Regions from separate parts of the Mus musculus genome. Here region 1 is linked to region 2. A link is a contact called in public HiChIP or PLAC-seq data. All regions are on one chromosome and are shown on one strand. The core of a region is the stretch at or near the end of the contact, and the rest is flanking DNA. Distances in the headings are between cores, read along the strand shown.

Region 1 (6,817 bases), core at 1,859-4,358, 570 kb before region 2:
GTTGCCTGTGGAAATGACAAACAAGGAAGCTTCCTTTGGAGCTCTGCAGTACCCAGAGGGAACTCAACAGAACTGAGGACTGGCTCTAAAGCCCAGTTCGATCTGGAAACTTCTTCACTCACGGGTGGGAGGGTGGGGTGGAGGTAGGAGTGGGTGGTGCTGATTAAGGACGTTTTTACTCAAGCTATGTGGGCCTATATACAAGAGTCCTACGTGATTTTCATCTCTCCCCCCCCCCCCGCCCCCAGAACTCTAGGGTTTTCAATGTACACATTTCCTGGGAGGTGAATCCTGTTAACAGTCTTCCCCAACAGCCGCAGGCAGTCTCCTGCCTACTCTAGTGAGCTGATGTGCTCCTGACTAACTCTCACAACTGGCCCAGCTCAGTAGACCAGACAAGTGTACAACAGATTGACAAAAGAAAACCAGTATTAAGAATATGACCTTCTGGAACCTTATAACATGTTCCCAAAGTAACTGGTCTTAGAGTAATTAAACAGCAGTGTAGCATTCCCAATTACATCGGAGGTGCAGTATGCTCATTCCAGATGCAAAGACCCATTCCACCTTGCTGCAACACCCCAGCTTGTCTGTGAAAAGGAAGCTAGCACAGTCCACTCTCTGAGTTCCAGCTTTCCTTTGTCTAGGAGGCTTCAACTTAACAAAACAAAACTGAGAAGTACCCTGTAATCAACTTTAAGATGTAACCTTCGGGACATACCAGAGGCAACTTGAATGTAAATTAAATGTCAAGCCAAGGTTAGCTGCCTGTGCCCTGAATGTATACAAGCTCTGCTCACTTTCAGAACAGTGAACCCTCAAGCAGTCAAGCCTCAGGTGCGGTTACCCAGGACCCCAGCTCCCCAGGCTGGTCCTCGATACAGCAGTTCCGGGGGGTATTAGACCAGCCAGTAACGGTGCTTGAGTCTTTACTAGAAGAGCAAGCATATTTTTGGGTCTTAGCCCAGGACAGACTAGCTCAGAACCTTCACAAATGAAGTCTCACTCCCAGGAGGCCGGTGCCCTTACATTGGAGGGCAGACCCCATAGCTGCTATCAAACGTGTTTGGACCCTTAGAGCCTGCAGGTGGCACTAAAGGCCACCTGGAAGAGCAGAAGTCAGGAAGCCCAAGTTTTAAGTTTTAGAACCCTCAACCACTATCAGCCTAATGAGTAGGTGAGAGAGCACCTTGCCTGAAGGGTAAAAAAAGGTGAGAGGACAGACACCTCAGCTTTGAACAGAAACCAGGTGGCAATGCGTCTCACCCCTCCCTCCCAGTAGATCTACTACACCTTTCTCTTTGAGGGATGCATTCAACATCGAGTCTTTTCAGTTTTGTGCTTGGTACGATTATGACACACTTTAAGAAGGAAATTAATGTCAGTGAAACAGCCAACAAAACAAAACAAAACCCCTCAAATTATTGCAAACTACTATATAGTATTAACATGTTTGATTGCAAAAAGAATGATTAGGGATCCTACTACAAAAATCAAATATACTGATGTAACAGAAGGGTGAAAGGAGGCTCTCCCCTCTCCCAGCTAAACTAAGGTGTTCAGCTAGCCTTCTGATGGCTCACCAACACCAGGAATTCTCACTAGCTGCTTTACCAAGCACTATCAGTGAGGTTACGGCTTAACTGGACTCATCATAGGCAGCTGGAGTCAGGACGAAGCCGTATCAACCACTTCAGAAAACCATTCTGCAGAACTAAAGCTAACCCAACAAGCACCCAAAAGCAGCTTCCACTCCAGGATACAGACACTCCGAAGAAATGAATGCCAATGTCCACCAACAGCCTCAAAAGAATGCTGCCAGAGGTGTAACTCCTACTAGGTGCAAACCAGGAGGAACACCTAATGCCATCCATCCTCCGGAGAGTAGTAGCATTGATATGCATACAGCAAACCAGAAGCAATTTTTAAGAACCAGCCAACAAAACCCATGGAACAGCCATGGATGGATCTGGCAGACGTGGTACGGAGGGAAGGAAGACAGATACAAAAGTCACAGGGGTCCAAGCAGGCAAAACTAATTTGATGACAGAAAGCCTGGGGTTCTCTAGAAGACGGGTGTATGAGCTGCTAGCTGGAAAGCTACTCTTCTTGGTCAGCAGCATACAGGGTTCAGTTGAGTGAGCTGCAAACCCAAAATCCATACACTTGAATGTGTTTAACTTTTTACACAGGAGAGAAGCTGTGTATCCAAAGTAAGTGTCAGGTCGTTACATAAAGATTATAAAAATTATCATCACTGGATATCTATACCCTGGTGAAATATATTTGCTGTAAAAATGCTCTGCATTTGCTAAACTAAAACTCAAAATTAAAGTGACTGGGAAGTTTCCTTCTTCACGCGTATTCTAACATCAAATGTATCATTGTAAAATGACAGAGTGTTTCTGGCTTGCATTCCCTAACCCAAATTTATTTCACTTGCCCTCCTCATATGGCAATGGCTGTCGCATGCCACCACATGCCCTGATAGCTGGTCATCATCTACAGGGACACTGAGTGGCCTGGTTCTGGGATTTTTGACTGTCACCATGTCCTGGAATTGTTTCAAACCACGCTCACATAAACCCCATCCAGGCTCCCTTATGCCTGGCCACCCTTGCCTTTCCAGAGCAGCAGAGCGGCTCAGCATGGGACTACTGCGACCTCTGGTTTGGAGCTGGTAAGATTCTAGACGCTGAGCTACAGAGATCCAGTAACTCCCAGGGGACAGCAGAGTCCCGGGACCCCCGCTGCCCGCCGCAGGCCGAGTGGCTGGACCCGCCCCAGGGAATCCGCGCAAACGCTGCCGTCGCTTCCGGGTTTGGAGTTTTCCCGCGTGTTGTGACACGTGACCAGGATGCTTAGCAAAGCGCGGGGCACCGAATCCGGGTCCGCGCTCGCTAGGACCTTGCGGACCGGTGCTGGCCTGGGAAAAAAAAAAAACCCGCGCTGCCGCTGCCGCCACCAGCGACCTAGGCCCACGCGCCTCCCGCGTTTACCTGGAAGTAGGAACACTAGCTGCCTGGCCGCCAAGTCCCCGCGGTCCCGACCTCCGGCCATGGTCGCGCCCTGCCGGAAGTGGCGCCGAGGGGCCCGCCAACCGGGGCCACCAGCCTGCCTCCATTTCCGGGCCCGCCCGCTCGGCTTCCTTTTTTGAAATCTGCGCGGGCCCTGCTGTCAGTGGAGGGTGTGGAGCTCCTCGTTTTTCTCACTCTCATTCTACGGGCGCTGCTCGTGCGTGTATTTCATACATTGAGGTTCCTAATGCGGGCGAGCAGCCTTCAAATTGGCTGTGGGCCAATTTGATAGTTAAGGTAATTTTTTAAAGATACAACCCAAATTATGCTTATAATTTGGAGTTCAACATACGAATTTGTTATTTAGGATAAATCTTTAGAGTATTAACGAGACTTAGTTTGGGTGTGGTTTGGTTTTGACACAAGGTCCACCACCCAGCGGGGACTGACCTTCAAAGTATGCCGCCCTGGCTGGCTTTGAATACTGGATCAGGAACCTCCCAAGTGCTAGAATGGTTGTGAGCAAAAGTGGTGTCTTGTTGCCTAGGGCTCACCTCGGGGCTATAGAGAAAACAATTAAGCCCTGACTAGGGAGGTGGAGAGGGGATTCTCTCAAAGGGCCAGCTGCCGATCAGGAAGCTTGTTCTGAAGTGTTCTTTCTAGGCAGACTATGCACTTTATGTCTTTTGTTATCCAGTCTAGTGGCACTTTGTATTTTGTTTTTGTAGAGGGAGCAATGTGAGACACAGGCAACATAAATGTGGAGGTCTGAGTTATAAAGGTGGTCAAAGCTTTTGAGAAATTACATAGAGCAACCAGAAGTTGGTCTGGATCTTAAAACATAGGCTGAGATTCCCTCCTGAGGCATGAAGCCCTTAAAAATACCCACCTCTGAACAACAATATGAACTAACCAGTACCCCCAGAGCTCATGTCTCTAGCTGCATATGTAGCAGAAGATGGCCTAGTCGGCCATCATTGGGAAGAGAGGCCCCTTGGTCTTGTAAACTTTATATGCCTCAGTACAGGGGAACACCAGGGCCAAGAAGTGGGAGTGAGTGGGTAGGGGGGGGTGGTATGGGGGACTTTTGGGATAGCACTTGAAATGTAAATGAAGAAAATACCTAATTAAAAAAAATATATATATAATACCCACCTCTGACCAGACCATTGTAAGACCACGAAAAAATAAGGCCACGCAGGGACATTTCGTGATTCTCTCAGACAAAAGCAAGATCAGTGTCATTTGTGCAGCAACTGTCCCAGCACTTGGCCACAGTGAGAACTGCTTTACCCAGTACAGCTCTATTCCTGTGCTAGTCTCCCCTGGCTGTGGATAAGAGTCAGGAAGATGAGTCAGGATACAAAGACAGAAGAGGACTCTGGAGGGAAAGGGGTCCCCCTAGGACTGGCTTTGCGTTTCATGCTGGCTGAGAATTAAGAATTTTGACTCAATTGGACCATCAAGGTGGTTCAGTACACAGAGGATTAACAGGATTCCCATGCCCAGCCACAGAGAAATCACTGCACACTGAGGGATTAATAATGGAAATGGTTTTTAATGATAGTGTGTGTGTGTGTGTGTGTGTGTGTGTGTCTAATGCTCAGGGAGGAGGCCTTATAGAGAAGATGTTGTTAGCTTACATTTTAGGCTTATGCATTTCACATAAATCTTTCAGGCTCCAGCCCCAGGTTACACTTTGGAAAGTTTAAACAGACACAAGAGACGGCAGGTCTGGTCCCTTGCTTGGGCAAATGGGAGATTTACTCAGCAAAGATATTGCCTGAACTATTTAAGTACACTAGTGTTCCTTTTGTTCTTGTCCACCAGGCAGAATTACACGTTTCCTGTTGAGAGCACAGAGAACTTGAGGACAGACCAGGACTTAATGATGGTTGTGACCCTGTGCTACTCCCTTGAGCCACCCCTCGGAGGCATGTTCTTGATATGGGGATATGCCTAATGGCTAGTTGTAAGCCTTGTTATGGGACTAGAGCTTAACTGGAAATCAGTCTTGGTGACCAAGAATTAGCAGAAACGTTCTCAGTAATCCTAAACGTCTACTGTGGTACAGAGTTTTCTTCCACAGTTCCTCACAAGCCTCGTTAGGGCACTTCTCTCCCAGGCACGAGGCAGAGTTCCTTTAGCTAAATTCTACTCTGTGTACCTTGGTGTTTCCTAAGCCAGTTTATTATTAATACATCATAGCATCAATTTTATTACTTTGAGGTTCCTCTGAGTTCAATAACCACCCAAATGATGGAGCAGAAATGATCTGACTCCTGAAAGTTGCCCTTTGACCCCCACAATGTGCTGTGGCATGGGCACATGCTAAAGGCCAGTGAACTTTAATACTGTGAGTCTTTTGGCCAGCATTTTGCTCAATAACAAAACTAGGAAATGGCATTTAACGTGAAAATGGTGAAACTTCTGCAAGTCATGGGTCAGTCTCTTGTTAAGAGTCCCGTGACTCCTATTGATGAGTAAAGACCCACATCCCTTATCTCTCTTCATGTAATTCATGTAGTAAGAGAATGATTTTTCACACATTTGTGGTTTGTGTGTGTGTTCATGTGGGAGTACATATGTGTAGAGGTGAGCATGTACTTATGCGTGTTTATAGGTAGAGACCCAAAGTTGGCATCAGGTATATTTCTCAGCTGCTCTGCAGTTTATTTACTTGGTAAGCTCTTACTGAGCCCCAGACTCACTGACTCCAGCTACTCTAGCTGGACAGCTTGCTCTGAGGAGCCCTTCTCTTTGCCTCCAGAGTGCTGACATGACAGGTGGCTGCTGTGACAGCTTATCTTTTTACAAGAGTTCTGAGAATCAGAACTCTGGTCCTCATACTTGTATGATAAGCGATTTATCCATTGTGCCATCTCCCTGTGCCATCTCCCTGCATAAAGCTTATTTTTTAAACACTTGTGATTTCTCTACTTTAAGCATAAAAACAATACGTGTTTGTTGTAGTTGTTTTAGATGTCTTCCTCAAATTTCTAGCCAAGGCAAATCAGCCTTGCTTACTTCTTATTATGATTATATCCAGGTTCTATGATTTGTTACAAATGAAATTTATTCTGTTTTGTAGCTGTGAAGATTTTAAAAGGATACACTATTTAAATTGTGAAAGGTTGCCCCTGTATTTATGACGGAAATGTTAGTCCCTAAACTTTAACAATGATCAACTAAGTTGTCTAGGAAGTAACTAGCTGGGCTGGAGAGCTGAGTAGTTGGTAATTGCCGATCTGGATCCAGTCCCCAGCAGAAATGGAAAAGCCAAGTGCAGTGGTAGCACCTTAATCCAGAGCTGAGGGCGGAGCCAAGTCAGGAGGCGCGCTGGGGCTGGCTGTCTCTCACAGTGAGCTCCATCCAGGTTCACGAGAGACCTGGCAGAGACTGAGGAAGGAAGACACCTGACTGACCTTTGGACTCCACATGTGTACATGTAACCTTGCACATGCATGCCCCAGGCTCGTCCAACACACTCACACACACACTCACACACACACACACAGAGGGGACTTTGTAGACAGGAACTCTGTGTACATGTTTCTGTTTTAAAATGTCATGGGATTTCAAGAAGCATGTGGAGGCTTGAGAGTTAAGGAACTAAACTAAAAGGGAACTGACAACCTTACTGTTGAATATATGTCCAAAATCTCAGCCTGTTAACTACAGGGTTACAGAAAGGAAGGCATGGCATAAGGTTTAGAATAAGAGACAAAATATTAATTTCAGGTTTACATAGAATTCTAAAGGTATGCAAAATACCCCACAGGCTGAAACAGACTGAGAGA
Region 2 (6,081 bases), core at 2,036-4,535:
CAGAACAAATTCAGGGGAAGCAGATGGACTCTGCATACACTGCAGACACCTATATACTCAATATAGGCTTCTCTCAGTGACAGCAGCTATCCTACACCTCTCTGCCTCCTGAAAATCTCTCTTTCAGAGTCAATTATAAACACACACACACACACACACACACACACACACACACACACACACACACACACACACACCTGCCCAGGCTTACCCAAAGTCACCTTAGGCAATGCCAGAATTAGAATTTACCCCTCGAGTATCCTGTGCAAGTGGATAAAGCTTTAAGGTTATTAAATAAAAGCCTCATGCCAGAGGTTGGCTAACTCCCTGCAATTATTGATGGGGAAGCCACTAAGATCCCAGAAACAATATGAGCAATTGCCACTGATATTTGTTTGTAGCTTCCCCTCCCCCAGCCTTAATGGTTCCACTGTTTACACCTGGATGGAGCTTGCCGCTCAATCGTTCTGCCACGCCCACTGCTGGAACCTGCAGCTTGGCTGTTCAGAGCCATACACGTGGTCACCCTGCTACTGGACTCCAGGACTATTTGGCAGGAATCGGCCCCCCTTCCCCTCCTTCATAAACTGCGTGTTGGGATAGTATAATTGAGCTTTGATCAGAGTCCGTTTTGACTTGGCTCCGTTCTTTCTTCCGTCTGTTTAGTTCCTCTCTTTCAGCCCGAGCTGCCATCTCAGTTGTACCATTCCTCACGAGCTGCTGGTTGGCCCGTGACATTTGTTGACCACCAGACCTAGATGGTGAGATCCTGTTCACACCACATGCAGCTATCATAAAAACATAGAAAAATAATAATGTGATACTGGGCTGGAAGCTTCCTCCATGTTAGCTATCCTTCAGATTGCTATTCAGGTGGCCAAGACAGAGTTCTTACCAACTACCTTACTCAGCTGTAGACTTTGCATGCAGCACCATTGAGTGGCCAGACAAGATGTGCCCATTGGTACAAATGATGTCAAGTCTGTTACAGGGATAACTAACACTTTGTGCTTGGCCTTTGGGTCCGTTTCACAGAAGGAAATTCACTTCTGGTGCTATAAACCTATTCAAACCCCAAGACTGGGAAAGTCATGGGCCCTAGTGAGGAATCCGCTGCTGTTTGGCCTAGTAGATGTGGTAGATACACACACACACACACACACACACACACACACACACACTTCTGACACTAATTCATTGTTACTTATAAAATACCAGTGGTTCTTAAAGTTGCTTATGGTGAGTTTCATTATTTTTACAAAACATGAAATAATACCTTTAAATTTTTTGAAGGTTAATATGCTATGTCTAGCCAGCTACTGAAGACTAGAATTCTGCTTATGCTAGATCAAAAATCTAAACTAAAACACAGATATATAAAATTCAAAGCAAAAATATTCTTACAAGCAATAAAGACTCACATTCTCCCAACACTTTTGTGCATAGCATCTTGCTCCTGTCAGAGCACCAGCATCTTCAGAGACTTGTACCAGGCACCACCCTGAGATTCTGCTTTACTCCTAGGAAAGTCTCTGGACAACACTTGACTGGACCTGCACTCAGTCCTGATCCTTAAGAAGATTTGCAAAAAAAAGACTTTTTCCAGTTTTATCGTCACCTTAGAATACAAAGCTGTTTGTCATTGGCCAGTGTTTCATTTTAGAACAAAATGATTGCAAACGGCTTACCCCATGATAGAGCTCTGTAGTTCTTCACTTGTGTTAAAATGAAAATGGCCTTGGAGGAAAGACTATTTCCACAGACAGCTCACTGTGGCAGTGGTGAGGGCTCAATGGTGAAAGTCGCTCTACCTCAAGTATCAAGGATCTTTAAGGCTGAGGGCACACTCCCTCTGCATGCTTCATACCAAGAGAGGGGCCAAAAAAAAAAAAAAAAACCCTACTATTTAGTCTTCAGGAAATGATCACCTTTCTCACAAGGGGACTAGTAAGTCACAAGTCACCCCACTGAAGTGATCATAACGAGCTTCTTCAGCAATACGATAACCTATCTGAAGGTTTCAGGGCAGGCGGTTTCACTTACATCCAGGGCAAGCCAAGCACTGAATCTACACACACACAAATACACTGTGATAGTTTGCATATTTTTGGCCCAGGGAGTGGCACTGTCTGAAGGTGTGGCCTTGTTGGAGTAGGTGTGTCACTGTGGGTGTGGGCTTTAAGACCCTTGTCATAGCTGCCAGGAAGCCAGTCTTCCAGCGGCTTTCAGATGAAGATGTAGAACTCTCAGTTCTTCCTGCACCATGCCTGTCTGGTCGCTGCCATGTTCCCACCTTGGTGATAATGGACTGAACCTCTGAACCTGTAAGCCAGCCCCAATGAAGCCATCTTTTAGACAAGAGGAACATGTGAGATGCAACACCTGCTACTGAACATTTTTAATCAGTAAACTGTCCTCACTAAAGGTTTTGAGTAGTTAAAACTTGTATCACTGTATCCAGAACTGGAGGTGGAAATGCCATATTACATTTCTTTAGATATGCACATGCAACATACTCTCTATTACATATAACCAGATGTTGCTATGACAGCGCTTTTGTTAAACTCAGACAGAGTTCCTGAGATAGTTCTACACAATATGGGATTTCGGGAATTTACTTTTTAGCAACTACTGAAATAGATCTTGTGAATCTTGGGAGGCAAGTAAGCTATGTGAAAATAAATAAATCACAGGGATTTTTATTATGTATTTATTCAAAATGAAGGGAAAGGCACGTGATTCACAATATATGCAACCTGAGCTTAGAAATGTTTCTCTTCATTATCTAACAGTATGTGGTTTTATAAAAAACAAACTACCAAACAGTAATAGGACAGCTTTTTACTCGAAAATGCATATGGTTCCTTGGCTAAAAATAGTACAAACGATGGCGCTTCCAAAGACAAAGTAATCTCCTGGGGACAGAATTAGTTATGCTCCCTACGCCTGCACACTGCAAAGCTGAACTGTATTTAAGGCTGTTCACAAGAATTAAACAAAAACTTAAAAGAGGAAACCCCTCTTCGAGAGGTTTTATAACGTTTTGAAAACTGCATTATACATTCTAGACGCAATTTAACTTGTTTGCATTTGTGCCATGCCTTCCCATACATAACCACTTTCAAATGCTTTCTAAAGGCCCAGGAAGGCTATGTAAGAACTGCTCAGCGGAGTGCACACGCTCAGGAACACGTGGCATGCCCGCGGCAGGCTCTCACTTTCTCCATGTCCCACCAGACACGGTCCCTAGGGACTTCTGTGCTCCAGTCTGGGAGGGCGGGCGACTTGGCACAGCCTCTCCCTGGGTAGGAGGGGAGAGCTGCTGACTCACGACCAAGGCGGGCTGGCTGCTCTCCCTCCCTCCCCAGCCCTGCCGAGAGAGAGAGAGAGAGAGAGAGAGAGAGAGAGAGAGAGAGAGAGAGAGAGAGAGAGAGAGAGAGAGAGAGAGAGAGAGAGAGAGAGAGAGAGAGAGAGAGAGAGAGAGAGAGAGAGAGAGAACACTGTGGGAAGGAACACCTCCAGAGCCCAGTGTTCCCATCACAGCCTCACCCCCAGCAGGCGAGGAAGAGGATGGAAACCAGAATGAGTTAGAGAAAGAGGAACCTATGGAGAAGGAAGCGCAAGAGTGGACCTTCCTTCCCAGCCTGGGCTTGGGGGGGAAAAAAATCCTCTGCCCCGCCCCCACTGGACAAGCCGCCTGGCAGGTCTGTGTGCATTCAGTGACTAAAATCCTTCAGCCAGTTTCTCTTCCCAAACCCTCTTCCCATTTTCACTCCTGTCTTGTCATAAGGATGAGCTGCCTAAGAAAGCATTTAAGGCTTCTGTTGTCAACTGGACACTGAGCCCTGATCTGCCCTGGATGGAAATCTATAATTCTGAGCCCCAAGGACCTGGAGGCCACGTTTTAACCAGCCAGGAATTCAGATTCAGTGTTAACAATGAAATAAAAGGTCTTTTTTTTTTTCACTCCCCAAAGCAGTTGCATGGTTATATATGTAAATACACCATGTTAGGCAAGAAGTCAGGACAGTTGCCTCTGAGGCAGGGTGGAGATGACAGGAAGGAGTGCAAAGAGAGCATCCTGAAATGGTGGCAACATTCTGAGCCAACCCTGATCAGGGTTTACAGCTGTGTGCATTTATCATAAGTCTGTCAATCCACTGTGTATGTGTGCATTTCATTCTTTTTTTTTATTTATTTATTTTACAGTCCCACTTCCCCTTCTCATTCCCCCCATTGCCCCTTCCCTTTCTCTGCAGAGAAGGGGAGACACCCCCCACCCCCCCACCCCCCACCCCCACCCTGTCTTGGGTATCACCCTACCCTGGGGTATCTAGTCCCAGCAGGACTAGGCATATCCTCTCCTACTAAGGCCCAACCAGCCAGTTCAGGTAGGGGAAGAGGATCCATTGGCAGGGAACAGAGACTAAGACAGCCCCTGCTTCACTTGTTAAGGGAGCCACAGGAAAACCAAGCTATACATTTGCTATAGATGGGTCTGGGGTCTAGATCCAGTTCCTGCATGCTGCCTGGTTGGTGGCCCAAGCTCTGTGCACCCCTATGGTCTCAGGTTAGTTGACTCTGTGGCTCTTCTTGTGGTGTCCTTGGTCCTCCTCCTTGCTCATTTCCATCCCCCACGATTCCAGGGGACTTCCCAGGCTCCACCTGATGTTAGGCTGTGAGTCTCTGCATCTCTGCCTCCATCTGCTGCTGGATGGAGACTCTCAGGAGACAGTTGTGCTCAGTTCCTATCTTGCAAGCATAGCAGAGTTAATAGTGCCAGGGGTTGGCTCTCTCACATGAGGTGGGTCTCTGCAGGTTGGGTCTGTCATTGATTGGCTGTTCCCTCAATCTCTGCTCCCATCTTTATTCCTGTACATCTTGTAGGCAGGACAAAACTTTGGTTAAAGGTTTTGTGGGTGGAAGTCCTGCCTGGCTACAGGAGGTGGCCATTTCAGTCTCTATATCACCCTCTAGTAGGAATCTAAGCTAGAGTCACTCCCATAAACTCCTGAATCCTCTCCAGTCCCAGGCCTCCTGCTAGTCACCAGAGATCCCCGCCCCACCCCCACCATTACCACTCTCACTCCCAGCCCTCTCTCCTTCACCTAATCACCATCCCCATTCCCCTCCTCACCGCTATTCCCACCTCTTCCCTTCTCTCCATCCACCTTTGATAGCTATCTAATTTCTCTTCTGAGCGACATTCACACATCTTCCCTTGGGACCTCTTTATTGCCAAGTTTCTGTGGGTCTGTGGATTGTAGCATGGTTATCCTGTAATTTATGGCTAATGTCCACTTATAAGTGAGCACACACTGTATGTGTCTTTCTGGGTCTGGGTTATCTCACTTGGGATGATATTCTCAAGTTCCATCTATTTGCCTGCAGAATTCATGATGTCTTTGTCTTTAATAGCTGAATAGTATTCCATTGTATAGATATACTACATTTTCTTGATTTTTCAGTTGAGGGACATCTAGGTTGTTTCCAGTTTCTGGCTATTGTGAATAAAGCTGGTATGAACGTGTCCCTTTGGTATATAGTGGGGCACCTTTTGGGTATATGCCCAGGAGTGGTATTGCTGGGTTTGGAGGTAGAACTGTTCCCAGCTTTCTGGGAAAGTGCCAAATTGATTTCCAAATGGGTTGTACAAGTTTGCACCCCCACCAGCAATGGAAAAGTGTTCCCCCTATTACATACCCTCACAAGCACATACTATCACTTGAGCTTTTTATCTTAGCCATTCTGACAGATGTAAGATAGAAATTTCAGGGTCATTTTGATTTGCATTTCCCTAACGAGTAAAGACTTTGAACATTTCTTTAAGTGCTTCTCGTCCATTAAAGATTCCTCTATTGAGAATCTTATAGAAGCTTTTCAGTTTCATGAGGTCTCCTTTATCAACTGTTGATCTTAGCGCCTGAGCAATCAGTATTCTGTTCAGGAAGTTGTCTCCTATACCAATGAGTTCAAAGCTACTCCCCACTTTCTGTTCTATTAGATTTAGTGTATATGTTTTACATTAAGGTCTTTGATCCATTTTGACTTGAGTTTTGTGCAGGCTGATAGATATGGATC

What was found. HiChIP or PLAC-seq counts read pairs in DNA pulled down with a chosen protein or histone mark.
Region 1: a contact with region 2 is called in an H3K27ac HiChIP or PLAC-seq map of acute myeloid leukemia, with 2.9 times the contacts expected there. The contact joins the promoter of Rnaseh2b here to the enhancer-like site in region 2. A contact is called at or near these places in 2 of 39 promoter capture datasets (cranial neural crest and embryonic stem cells), 7 of 115 datasets of contacts at active chromatin or transcription factors (the 230-238 cell line, acute myeloid leukemia, bone marrow-derived macrophages and 2 more) and 1 of 9 other capture datasets (embryonic stem cells).

What each region holds. Positions count from the first base shown.
Region 1 is chr14:62,328,359-62,335,175 of GRCm38.p6, reverse strand. Rnaseh2b (ribonuclease H2, subunit B) reads right to left here and starts at 3,108. Exons shown (of 11, transcript NM_026001.3): 1 at 3,000-3,108. The coding sequence starts at 3,060. Gm41173 (a long non-coding RNA gene) reads left to right here and starts at 3,121. Exons shown (of 2, transcript XR_874686.3): 1 at 3,121-3,314; 2 at 4,848-6,817.
Region 2 is chr14:61,754,830-61,760,910 of GRCm38.p6, reverse strand. No RefSeq gene overlaps it. Among named protein-coding and RNA genes, the nearest start is that of Gm46480, 51 kb to the right of the region's middle. Within about 2 kb of position 3,285, at least 129 of the 459 cell types and tissues checked have an H3K27ac peak or open chromatin away from gene starts, as enhancers often do. A contact at or near this core is called in the 230-238 cell line, acute myeloid leukemia and bone marrow-derived macrophages, where this site is marked.